2 separate regions of the Capsicum annuum genome follow, and region 1 is linked to region 2. The links are chromatin contacts, called in public Hi-C maps. All regions are on one chromosome and are shown on one strand. Each heading gives the region's core, a stretch centred on a gene start, on an enhancer-like site or on the middle of the called end of the contact. The rest is flanking DNA. Distances are from core to core; before and after follow the strand shown. Region 1 holds the start of LOC107842523 (auxin-responsive protein IAA13). Region 2 holds the start of LOC107842521.

What was found. A called contact is a pair of places that touch in the nucleus more often than the background predicts.
Region 1: a Hi-C map of leaf shows a contact between it and region 2, with 2.2 times the contacts expected there. The contact joins the promoter of LOC107842523 here to the promoter of LOC107842521 in region 2. A contact is called at or near these places in 2 of 5 Hi-C or Micro-C datasets (leaf and placenta).

Annotation. Positions count from the first base shown.
Region 1 is chr9:114,212,251-114,218,936 of UCD10Xv1.1, reverse strand. It overlaps LOC107842523 (auxin-responsive protein IAA13), which reads right to left and starts at 5,250. Exons shown (of 5, transcript XM_016686421.2): 1 at 4,766-5,250; 2 at 1,129-1,451; 3 at 643-778; 4 at 18-85. The coding sequence starts at 5,088.
Region 2 is chr9:113,681,774-113,688,754 of UCD10Xv1.1, reverse strand. It overlaps LOC107842521, which reads right to left and starts at 4,470. Exons shown (of 3, transcript XM_016686419.2): 1 at 4,124-4,470; 2 at 312-2,195; 3 at 1-211. The coding sequence starts at 4,226. The coding sequence ends at 601.

The DNA of each region.
Region 1 (6,686 bases), core at 4,001-6,500, 530 kb before region 2:
TATGACTCAACACCTACATGTACCGAGTCCATTGGCATCAGACGTCCTCATGATTCGTAATCTCTTGACTGAGCTAATAAACATCCTGAAACAACCAAGGAAACAAATAAGGCAACCATATGAAAAACATGGTTCTATTTTGTCAGTTTCCATACAGCAAAATGTTGTGTTCTACAAATAAGCTAGAAAGAACAGAGCGAAACAGAATTTTGGTAACATCTAATCTCTAGGAACACTAAATTGAAACAGCATCCAGCCATCCCAACCACTCTATTAGAACATAGTAAGTATTTAAACGAGCAGTAAAAAATAGGATACATAAAATGTAAAAATCAAATTCCCCAACTCACGTTGAAAATAATCCCCCTATTATTTTTTGAGCATCTTCTCCATTCATATTTACCTTGCGAAAACAATTCAGAGATAAAGCATGACGTATCTGTTGATTTTTTGCAACACATTTTATAAACCATAATTAGGTGTATTTTAGGGTGTAAGGCTGCGTACGATACACCCTTGTGGTGGGGCCCTTCCTCGGACACCGCGCATAGCGGTAGCTTTAGTGCACCGGGCTCCTTTTTAATTAGGTGTATTTTAGTTGCCATTGTGCAGGAGGAGTAAAGTAATAGATGTAGGACATACTCCCATGGAACATCTCCAACAAGCATCCAGTCTTCATCTTTGTCTTCATAAGTCAACACAAATTCAGATGATCCATCTAATAATCTTGAACATGATGTTGTTTCTGACATGACACCTAGCTCCTGTGCATTTGATGCTGGAGGCAGACAAAAACTACTAACATCAGGAACCATGGAAAATGAACCTTAAATATTAGGATAGAACTGCAAAGAATGGTTAAAAACACAGAATTTAGAAAGAAATGTCATTTCATCACAGGTGTCAGGCTTAGAACATATGGGATGGCATACATTTCCAACAAAAACACATAATTTATTACAAGCATGAACATTGTATCCGACAACACTTGGTGGAAAATTCATTCAACTTGTAAAGCAACTAAAACAGTTGAACTCATATCCTTCCTTGGGATATCTTAGGGGAACATATCCGTGGTGACAAGTTTGCCATTTTCAGATTAATGTATTAGGGAAAAGAACTACTCACATCTTGCACCAACAATCGTGCTGGGTCTTAAGAACATGTTGTCTAGAGTCCGTGCCAAGTTCTCATAGCTACTATGAGAATTCAGATCTACCTTCCTTCCAATTGTAACTCCATCCATATTGACCTTCACAAATAGGGAAGCCTTGACAAGCCCTTTCTCCTTTGTAAAGCTGTCGATCTTGCTGCTCCCAGCACTCGTGATAGTATTCTTACTTTCGCAGTTCTCAGTTGTCCTGGAAAATTCTTCTGGGACTGGTGATTTTGTCTGGTTAACTAGGGTGTTCATCCTATGAGTTCTTATAGGAGGCCATCCAACAACCTGGCTGCATTGTTGGATTTCAAGAAAAAGTTTAGTAGTAACAAATAAAAGCAGAAAAAGTCAAAAAGAAAGAAAAGTATGTTAAACAGCTAATTATAGTCTACTCACTAAGCAAATGCATCACCTACATTTGTAAGGAAGAAGAAAAAAATGATACAGGCACCCAAGGGCGTGGACTAGTTGTCAATGAAGTGGGTTAAGGACCATGAGGTCCAAGGTTCAACTCGCAACATAGACAAAAAACACTAGGTGATTCTTTTCATCTGTTCTAGCCTTGGTGGACAGAGTTACCTGATACCTGACGTGGGTGGGAGGTGGTATGTATCCCAAAAAAATTAATCGAGGTGCGTGAAAGGTGGCCCGGACACCAAGGTCATCAAAAAAGAAAGATATATTTTCCTCTGATGCAGCAAAAATTTCAAATGCGATGATATGTGCCATAATAGTGATGACATAGCTTAGCCATAAGTGGTAGGACGACATCAATTTCAGGGGTGCCAAGTAGCAGAACAATCAAAAGAACCATACATGAAAATAATGTCAGATCTGAGAAGGCCTATGGATGCATAGGTAAAACTAAAAAGTGAGAAATGACGGTTAAGAGCCAGATACAAATCCTAAGCTCAACAATTTGAATAACATCTATCAAAGCTGTACCTATACCATACAGTTTTCTTACACCACACACATTATTCGTCGAGTTTTACATAGAAGAGATATGAATTTGTTATCTAAAGGAATCAAATTCATATGAACATACTAAAAATGTAGCATGTCTTTATTATTTAAATAGAAGGCATGACCAATTAAAATACTGAAGTAGCATTTTACATTTCCAGAAGGTACCTTTGTATGAAGTCAATATGAAATCACACGTTAAACGATGTATACTTGTCATACTTATACAAGTAATAATGATATCGAACAATACCACATTAGATTGCAAACATATAGACCATAACAAATGCTCCAAAGAGAATTTGTTCATTTTATATAAAATAAGTTGCCCCAGAGGGCAAACCATTTTCTCCAACCCCAGAAATATTAGAAGTGAAACACTTCAAGGAATAGCACAACTAAAGAATGGCACCAAACTTATATAACCACACTCTTTAATGAACAACTAGCCATAAACTTAGTCAATTGGTACCATGAAACCGTTAACTTATAAGATGCAGCTCCTTTTTATCTTGAGAAGGTAAGGTAATTTTAGCATAAAGAGTGTGTATAACAACTGTACACAGAGATGCAACGTTCGTCAGGAATTCAATGTCAAAATCCTCCTAAGTTTCATGCATAATGCAGTCTCTAGCAATCATCAATTGTAAAAAATGAAAACCAGCACAACATTCAAAAGAGCATCCTCTCTTTTCTATGGGAAATTGATTTAGTTTTCTAGCTCCAAATGCTCTTAAACGTTAGTTGAATAGAGGATAAATCTGTTTTTTCTCTTTTATGTTGTGTAAACAATAGTTCTGCCAAAGATCCAATTCATGTTCGCTCGACTAAGATTAAAATCATTCATAAAACTTCCAATACTTTGATGTATACCTAATTCTCTCTCAAATTTATCATCCTGGAGATGGAAAACTCTCTCACAACAGCTCATCTTATCCTAGTGTCTAAAATACCATAACGGACTCATTATGCAAGAAAAGGTTGAGAAAAAGAGATTGATCTAAAATGACATAATATGAAGAACATTATCTCCACATCAATAGCAGGGGAGGCCATATTAATAATAAACAACTCAAGAGTAAGAAGAGGATGAATTGCTGTTAGTTGGCATTGCATGTGCAAAAGCCATAAATGGGGTCATGGATGTTTCCTATTGCATTGCAGTTATGTCTTGGGATACTGACCGTGGTATTACCCATCTTCAGCGTTCCATAGAATCTTCTTAAAGAAATGGTGGAGACAGTTCAGCAAGTAGGAGCATGACAACACAGGATGCTAGAAGAAGAAAGCAGTGGAAAAGCGTCCTAACATATATTCTTGGCTGCTATTACGAGAACATTTAAGGGACTAGAGAAACTTTAACGAAATATCAAAAATTTTCTCTTGCTTCATTTGTTATTTCATTTTCCCCCTTTTTGTCATCACCCGCTTGGTTTGGTATGTCAATGGTTTCTCTAAAAAATGGAACTCCTTTAAATCATGACCTTCTACACATCTGAAATACTTCTTTTTTTATTGGTACATCCAAAATACTTCTCTTGTGAAAACAGTATGCTCGGAATAAAATTGTATCATTAGAAGAGGCTAGTAGTTTATATCAGGTAGTAAGAAGTACATCCATCACTCATTCACCATTTAATGGAAATGAGAAAGAAAACCAAATCTACGAGAAGAACCTCTGTCCCAATGCTCTAGCCATAAGGTTGTCATTGTTTGTACGGAAAAAAAGAAGAAGAAAACAACCTGACATCCAGTTACTATTTCCATTTCTAATTACCAGACTGATGACTTCTGGTTCCAAGGGTTTTTACAAAGTAGTCTTTGACCAGAAACATATTGCATCTTCAAGAATTCTATGAATAGTTGAGATCAATTTAATTTGATAGAATCATCGATCAACATGAAACCCATTGCATTGTTAAAATCATGTCAAATAAAAACCAGAGATGGTGTTATCTGTGTGTGCATCCTGTTGACATAATAAAATCAACATATAAGCCCATCTTCTTCCACATAAAATTTGAAGAAGCTTACTCCCCCACCCCTTCTCCCTTTGACTCTTTCTCCTAGAACAATGTTTGCGCTACTAGTTGCTGTCAAATATTAAAAAGGATGAGTCCCCCAGTTGCTGCTTCAGCTTTGTGTCACCTCAAACAAGATTCTTCCTTAAGATGAATGGACAGAAATACTGAATAAAAATTAGGAGGTTTAGTAAAGTACAATATCCTACCACGAGGAAGAATATAATTCAGAGATATAGAAAGGACACAGACAAGATAAATGTTTATCATAAAAAGAACTGAAAAAAAAATGCACTTCATCATAGGTATCTAATTCCTAGAGAACCAAATGTACAGCAAACAAATATTTTGCTCAAATCAAACAAGATGAAATAAGAAGAACAATATCTTTAAAAGGAAAAAAAATGATGCATAGTTACATCAAATAATCATAGTAGAAGAATATAGACGAAAGAAAATCCGTTGGCAAAGCATCAAACACACACCTAATCATATCCTACGGAAATTGATGGAAGAATAATAAAGGGGAGCCGGGTGCACTAAAGCTCCCGCTATGTGCCGAACTACGAACTACAATGATCAATTGTACACCGCTTAAAAAAACGAGGAGAATAAATACCTGAGAGTAGAACGAGGAGGAGAAATAGAAAGAGCAGGTCTCTTGGTGCCACAAGAAGCATTATTAGCTTTTGTAGCTGAAGAAGATGAACATGAAGATGATGAATTAGAAGCCAAAGGTGAAGAGAAATCATTGGGTGTCAAGATTTTTGCATATTGACCAGTTTTAGACTTGGGAACAGCAGCAACACCAAGACTGAGTCCAAGACCCAATTCAAGTTCAGAGTCATCAGGGTATGATGAAGAAGCCTCAGATGATAACATCACCATATTCTCTTCAGTAGAAATTGAACCCAACTCCATTAGACCAAGAGTGTCTTTCATCAAATGAAAAAGAAAAAAAAAAAGACTAGGGGTTTCTTGATTTTCAAGAAGAAAAGGGAGAGCAAATGTTGAGCGTAGGTAGGTAAGGGAGGGGAGGGGGAGTGTTGGAGAAGGTCACACTTTGGATGGTGGTTTGTGCGGTCGCATAATGTAGGATTATATGGTATGGTATGGCATGATATTATCCAGTACAATATAATGTCGCTACTGTTTAACAACTGATATTATAGCATGACTGATAAATGTATTAAGATATTTTTAATTATTATTAATATTAAATTTATTAATAATATATTTGTTTTAGCTAATCTGTCATAAATTATATCATGTAAATATATTAAGTTATTAAATTCATATAAATTTTAACAAAAGTAATACAAGAGTAGATCACAATAAATATAATTGAATTTATTTTTTATAACAATAAATTTTATTTTCTTTGAGTGTTTTGAAACGTGATCAACAACGACAAGTAAAAAGTTTGAATATATTTTTTGTGCATGCTAGGAAGTGTTCGGTATGAAATACAAAAAAAAAATTAGAAAAACAAATGGTTTATTACTTCTTTTCTTGTGTTCGTTACGCAAATTGAAAAATATTTTTTTAAAATTTTTTTGTATATATTTAATACAATATAATGAGAATGAATAGAATAAGGGGAGTGGGGTAAGAAAAAATTATGAACTTTTGTTAAAAAGAATATTTGAGGGTGGGATAGTGGAGTGGAGTGGGGGATCGTTGTTGATCCATGTCTTGATTTGGATCTTCTAATTATTCCTAATTCTAGTAGCTCTTAGTCCAACAACTTAAGCACATGATATAAGATATTCCAGACTTAACATTATCATTAGAAATAGACTATTTAATATATATATATATATATATATATATATATATATATATATATCCATACAATTTTGTAAACAAAGTATATACTCTACTAACAGGAGAAGATCTCAATAGTGGATTAGTAGTATTGTAGTAAAAAACCCTAATACATTTAGAACAACTAAGTATGAATAATTGATCAAGGATTAAATAATTTCTAAATGACTATTTTTATTATTGTACAATTAGTGGGAACTCGTTTGATCAGAGTCTAGGAGCTAGATTATTTAAAAAATTACCTGGAGCTCTAGGAAGAGAGATAGAAGAAAAATGATTCAAAAGAGAAGGAGTAATATAAAACTCAAACAACCAATGGTGAATAAGGAAAAGAATACATGTAATGGATATATTATAAGAAAAATGTACAAATATACAACTACAAAAACAATTAAAAAAAAGTGATATAGATTTTTGTAAAAACATATATACTACACAACATTATGACCAAGATTATAAAAAGAAAAAGACATATAAAAAAGACTATCACCCTAGGAAGAAATAGTACTTAAGAAGATCAAACACAAGAAAGTCATACCTAGATAAGAATAAACATGTAAGAAAATATAATACTAGTAGAACCTACAAATATAGATTAGAATGCTTTACCTGCGGAAGTATAGAGCACTTAGCAAATACTTGTCCAAAAAGAAACAATACTAGATCTAGGAATGCACAATTAATAGAAGATGTAAATGAAAATTTGATAAATG
Region 2 (6,981 bases), core at 3,221-5,720:
ATACCTGGTTAGATTAGTGGGATGCAGAGGAGTCTGCCAATGCCAAACTTTATACTGACATATAGCTTGCTCATACAGTAAAGAACGTAGGCTGGGAGAAGAAAAGATAGAGGGCATCATACAGAAGTCCTTTTCTTTAACTTGCAATGAAGTTGGGATTTGGATTGAGGAATGTCCTCATAAAACTTCAGACAGCTCAGCAAAGAAAAACCTGATGGACAAAGAAAGAGAAAACCGCACATTGTGATAGTTGCAGAACGAAATGATGATAACAAGAATCCATAATCAATTTGCTTAAGGTGGAGCATTACCGAGTGCTTGATGCCCTCTTGGTTTATGAGTAGTGTATTCTGCTTTCCTTTTGCAGATAACCAAAGAATCAACAAAACTCCTGCCATACAATGAACTTGTAGGATCCTCAATGTACTAAAAATTGCTAAGCTAAAGCAACTACAAAGCCCATTTCTCGTGTACTTGTAATTTGAACACTCGAGTCATAGAGTAAGAGGAATCTATACATAATGGTACAACAAACTACAACAGGCAAATTCTGATCTACTGGCAAGAGTAAGATACCCAAAGACACAAAATACAAATGTGCTACCATCTTTCATCTCCAACCCAATTGTTCTTCTCCTTTGGCCCTGTAGGGCCTTCCTCCTTAAACAGTTCCATTGGCAGCTTATCAAAAATACTCTGTACTGAATTTCGAAAAATCATTGGCAAGTGATTAACAATTTTCTCAAGCTCCTTTCTTGAGTCATAAATAATGGTTGGACCCCACTCTCTCATATATTGTAACCAACATGGCTCACTGACAGCTTTATGGCCCAGATACTCTGCTGCCACTATTTCATACTGGGTACTTGAATCTACATAGAGATTACTACGGGCAGCGTCATTTCTAATTCCAATCCCTAGCTTTGACGACCCTTGAAGGTAATTTCCAGGATGAGGAAAGCTAGCATGACCACTCTTTGATGAATAAACAATAGCTTTATTTCCTGCAATAAACTCCAAATCATAAACATCCACCCATTCACCACCACTGTGCTGAGAAAAATAGATACTCCACAATTCTCCTGTGAAATTGCTCACTCGGAGTGTGAAATGCTCCCAATCACCTACATGCTGACCGACTTTGTTAAGAGGAACATTCACAACACCAACCTTTAGAGTAGCTGGCCCATTGAAGGGGCAAAAAATCCACATTGCAAGATCCGTAAAACTACCACCTAAGGCTGGCTTAACATGAACATAAAGTTTTGCACTCTGTAAATTTCCAAACATGATAATATCCCTCCGAGCATCGCTAGGCAAATCAATCCAGCACTGGCCATCATTTGTCCCACCACCAGGTAAACTGGAACCGTCAGTCTCAATAGGCTTAGCAGCTGAATCGCCTCTCATATAGAGCATTGCCCCATTTTCTAGGAACCATTGTACAGAAGATGGAAGATATGCCTCGCCAGGATGGAAAAACAAAGTAGGACCATAGTGCCTAATGATTGCATGAATCTGATCAAGGTTTGGCATTGCTTGTATACTTGTATCACAGTTCTTTAGGCATGCGATGTTTAGCTCTTGTCCTGGGCTCCAATAGCTACTGCAGAAAAAGGTACCAACTGAAATACCTTTACCATGCATTCCTCTATGGCGCGGTCTTATGCTCCAAATTGCCAGTACTTCTGAAAGCACAGAGCTGGTTTTGAGTATCAAACAGTAAGTTTCAGATTCATCAGTGAGGTCAGCTCGAACACATTTAACTTCCCCTAACTCAGGTTTAACAGGATTAGTAGTCGTAATGAACCCCATGGCTTTATAACCTTCAGGTGGTTGAGGTAACCAGAAGTAACCAGATCCATCAAAATTTTCTTCCGTTCCATCATTAGAACTCCAGACTAGCGTGTAATCAAGGGGATTCTGAAGCGCAGGAAAACAAGGATTTCCACTGCAATAGTCCCCCACCTCAGGTTTAGCCGCTTCCCGAGCAACAAGCACAAACCCTCGTAGAGGCTTGTTGTTAGATTGGCAGTAGTGGCCAAGGCTGAAAAATCCATCAGGCACCTCCCTTGGCTTATAAATGCTTACACCCTGTTTCCGATCTTGTGATAGATTACAACCCCAGACAAACTCAAGCTTGCTGATTTTACGAACCTCCAATTCCCCTAGTTTAATTGTTCCACTTGCGAATCCTGTACCAGAACATTCTAAGACAGTGGAAGAAATAGGAAAAAAACTAGCATTAGAGATGTTCTTCATTAATTACTTTTTCAAGAAAGGACTTCTTTTTTTATTTTTCTTTGTTTTTTTTGTATGGAGTCTGCTAACATGATTCTAACAGTCCATTGGGGTACAGTGCTGATTCGACAACCCATAAACTAACACATCATATCAAGTGAGTCTGAAAACTAATGCACTCCCAAGAACATATACAATGTCTTTTCCAAGTAGAAGAAAGAAGTAGAATAACAAATTCTTATGTTTAACCCCAAAGAGTCGTTTGATCAAAATGAAAACTTAGAAGCTGAATAAAAAACTCATTTAAGCCATGAAATAATTAGCTTTCATCTCAAATAACAACTAAGAATCCTAAACTATCCAAAACAAACTTATCCAAACTCTTAAGAATTTCGTTTAGTGGATTGAAGATGAAAATTCAGAATTAAAATTTTAGTGATAACGTATCTAGCAAATTGCTAAATCAGTCTGCAAAGTTTTTTAAGTCTTTTTCGAATGGAAAGGCACCTCCTGTAAGATGGGAATGAAAGTACAACATAGAAAACATGGAAGAGAGGAAAATTGAAGTGAAACTTAATCAGTTGAACAAGAAATTGACAGAAAAACAACATCCTGCTTTAATATATGGAAGTTAAATCATGAAGGAAAACTAAGTGAGTTGGACAAATCTTGAAAGCAGTTTTACATAAGATTTTACTGGACAAACAAACGCACGAGGAACTTTCAGAAAGTATTCACATTTAAGAAACTTATGCTAGTTTCGTTTTCTTGTAAAACAAAATAACATCAGGAAGTTTCCATTTTACTGCTCCCTGTCCTTGTGCCTATCAATCAAAAGACTACAACAGCCTCTTCCCAGACAACAGTACTTCATTGAAAACTCTAGGTATTAAAACTTGAAGAGCCCTTGTAAATTGTAAGAAGGGGCAAATAGAATTAAAAGCATGAAAGAGTGGTAAAAGAGAAACTACCAGTTAAGAATGTTTCACACTCAATAATGTGCTTGGAAACACGAAAACGATTAGAATCTTTCTTTGCCAGTGCTAAAAGAATCAGTCGTTACCACCACCTCATGCATATTTCACCACAAACAGTAGCATACATTCTTCTATTTTTTCTTTAAGAAGGCACACATTAATTTTTTTTTCTTAACATACATTAAACATTATTCTTCTCGAGAACAACAGAAATCATTTTAAAGTTGATCATTGTCGGTCACCAAACCACAGTAGAAACATGAGCTGTCATAGCCAGCCCGCTAGTGATATTGTCCGCTTTGGGCCTAGGCCTGCACGGGTTTAAAACGCGTCATTAGAGTCTAACACTTGCTTCCTTATATACCCAGCATCTCTCCCGTGTTTGTCAATGTGGAATTTGCCCCGTGTTTGTCAATGTGGAATTTGCCTAGGGGTGTTACATGAACCTCGTGGAATGCGGAACCTATTAGTTCAAACTAAGATAAACAAAACAAAAGACATAGTCACGGTAATTGGATGAAGAATATTGCAACATGCCACTGGGATGGACATGTAATTTCCAGTTTTGCTGGAACATTGAAGCATTTCAGTCAAAAAAGATGTTCTTTTCTTTTCAATGCAAAGGTAGGCATAACAATGGATACATAATAAAGAGGATAAAACCTTACATGTTAAAATCTAATGCGCAACAAACCCTATGTGAGATGAAGCATATCCGGATTACATAAAAACAGTCTAACAATGAAAATTTCATGTAGCCCAACCAACTAAGTAATTTGATATTGAGGTGGCAGTTGATTGACTGATTAAAGTGACAATTGAGCAACAAAATTCAGATAATAAGAATTGACAGCCAATGAAAAAGATCAATAGAGAAGAGATAATTAATAAGGCAATTGGGATACCTTGGGGCCATTGAGGGATGGGTGCTGGCAGAAGAAACGTGTCAGGTTCACGGGAAGAGAGATCTGAAAGTTTGCTCCAACGAAAGCATTTGCATCCAAACATAATTAATTGTCTCCCACGCCAAATGCAAAAAACTAAGATTTAGGTGTATGCATCTCTCTCTGTAAAAATCAACCCAATTGCTGGGGAATGAATCTTCCTAGAAATTTGTCGATTCTGTGTTTCTGTAGAATGATGTGTTGTGGGAAAAAGAGCGGACGATGAATGCCCATGCCAACTCTTGTGTTTCCACTCATCTCCAAAATTTATTTATAGGTTACGGGTCCCCCTCTTCATTCATATATGCCGATCCCCCTATTTATTTATTGAAGCAAAAATTACTTAACCAACCAAACATATATTATTAATTATTACTAGTTTATTCGCAAGTGTTTCGCACGTGTAAAGTTTGATTATTTAAAATTAAATAATTTTATTTATTGTAGAAATTTTTAATGAAGTATAAATATTTCAAATTAATTTTCAAAGATGCTTCATACTTTAATATAATAATATAAATATAAACACACACATATATATTAATGTAAACACATATATATTTTACCACAAAAATTCTAAGTGACTATCGACACACTTTAGGCGTGACCAAAGCACGCATTTTATTTGTTAACAAATATAATTAAAAAGAATATTGACTTAGATATGAATTTCATCATTAATTAATTGGAAAATTGTTCATAACTATTTCTTTTCATTTTGTGAGAAAGCATACTTAGTCAACATATAAAATGTATGAACTTTTAATTACAATATATTAAGTGAAATTTTTAATGAAGTGTAAAAATTTTAAATCAATTTTTAAAGATCCTTCATACTTTAATATAATAATATAAATATAAATATAAATACACACACATATATATTAGTGTAAATACATATATATTTTACCACAAAAGTTCTAAGTGGCTGATGGACACACTTTAGGCGTGACCAAAGCACGTATTTTATTTGTTAACAAATATAATTAAAAAGAATATTGACTTAGATATGAATTTCATCATTAATTAATTGGAAAATTGTTCATAACTATTTCTTTTCATTTTGTGAGAAAGCATACTTAGTCAACATATAAAATCTATGAACTTTTAATTACAATATATTAAGTGAAATTTTTCAAGAGAGGTTTGAGTAGAATCTCAAATATAAAGAGTAATCATTAAATTAACTTTATTATTTATTACTATTTCTTGAAATATATATCAAATTGATAGTGAACAAGTAAAGATGGCAGGAGTATAACTCTTAAAAAAACAAAAATCTTGTTCTTAACCAAAAGGAGGGTTTTCTACAACCATGCAATATTAGAGGGCAACTGACATCTTAATTCTTATATGTTGTTATCTGACATGGACACCTTTTTAATTCTTTTTCTTTCCTAGCATTACCTCTCAATTACTCTTATCTTTACTATAGTAATTATTCACTGTTATGTTTTTCTTTCTAGCTTTATGTGTTAAAAAGTCTGATCTTCAGTATATTTCTTAAGATATGATATACACCGCAGTTGTTGCATTTTAGTGAGTTTCTGTATTAGCTGATAAAAAGTCCATGTTGGTGCATGTTCTATTTTATTCTTTTTGTGGCGTAGCTTGTTCATTATTCTTAGAACAACACTTACCGTCTTTTTATTTGAAATATTTTTGTCATTCCAGTTGAAACATTTTTGAGTTTTACCTAGTGATTAGCTTAACCCTTTATGGCTTAAGTTTCCATCTCAACATAATGTTGTATTGTGTGCTGTAACTTCGGTTTTCTGTTAAGAAATAATCTTTTTTTATTCTTCACGATTCAAGCTCGTGACATACACTATGTGTAGCTTAGGTTTTCTGTAGAAAAAAGTACTCTCTCTTTATTCTTCGTTAATTCAAACTCGTGAATGGTCTCTTCAAACATATGACAGCCGCGCACCCACGATTTGTTCAACTCATGATGGAAAATTGTCTTAAGGTAAGAGTACGTACATCTGTTTTACGCCACATGATCAACTGGCTTTTTATTTCATAGACCTTCTCTATCTATTACTGTATCTTCCGCATAAGCGGATATAGAGTTGTCCCGCCTTGTTACTTTAAGTGTAGCATATATTTATATGTTAAAATCTATTAAAATTGATTTGAACCAATAATTATAAAAAATAATGGATTCAAATATGAGAAACCTTAAAGATTTGAAACATAGAGTTTAAGTTCTAGATAAAGGGAACAAATTAATAGACTAATATCTTTCTCTTCAAATCTCTTCAAATCTCCTCCTATTGTAAAACATAAGTAAATTTAGCTCTATCAGACCAATTTACAATATATAAAAAACTGCATAAATATACAATCAATAAAATAAAAAAAGAACTAAAAATATTGTATATAGTGAGTCCCACTAACAACATGAGTAATGCATGATTTATAGGGTAGGGCAGAGTAAATAATCTCGACAAAGCAAGAAAAAGGTTCAATTCATTACCATTGTGTTTAGGTACGGACATATATTTGCTATCCTGCGGAAGAAAGACAAGATCAAAAGTAAGTAAATTGAGAATTAACTCTCATCGGCACAATAATAAAATATACTCCCTTTGTTTCAGAATAATTGAATTGTTGAAATATGACACACATCTTAAGAAAAAAAGACAAAGACATAAATTAGTCATGTTTTTTTATTTTTGTCCTTTTCAAATTCCAAAACATTAGTAATGATCATTGGAACTCATCCTTGAAAATTTTAATTAACGAAGGATAAAATTGAAAAAAAATTTCAACATCTATCTTAAATAATGAACAATTCAATTATTTTAAACACTGAA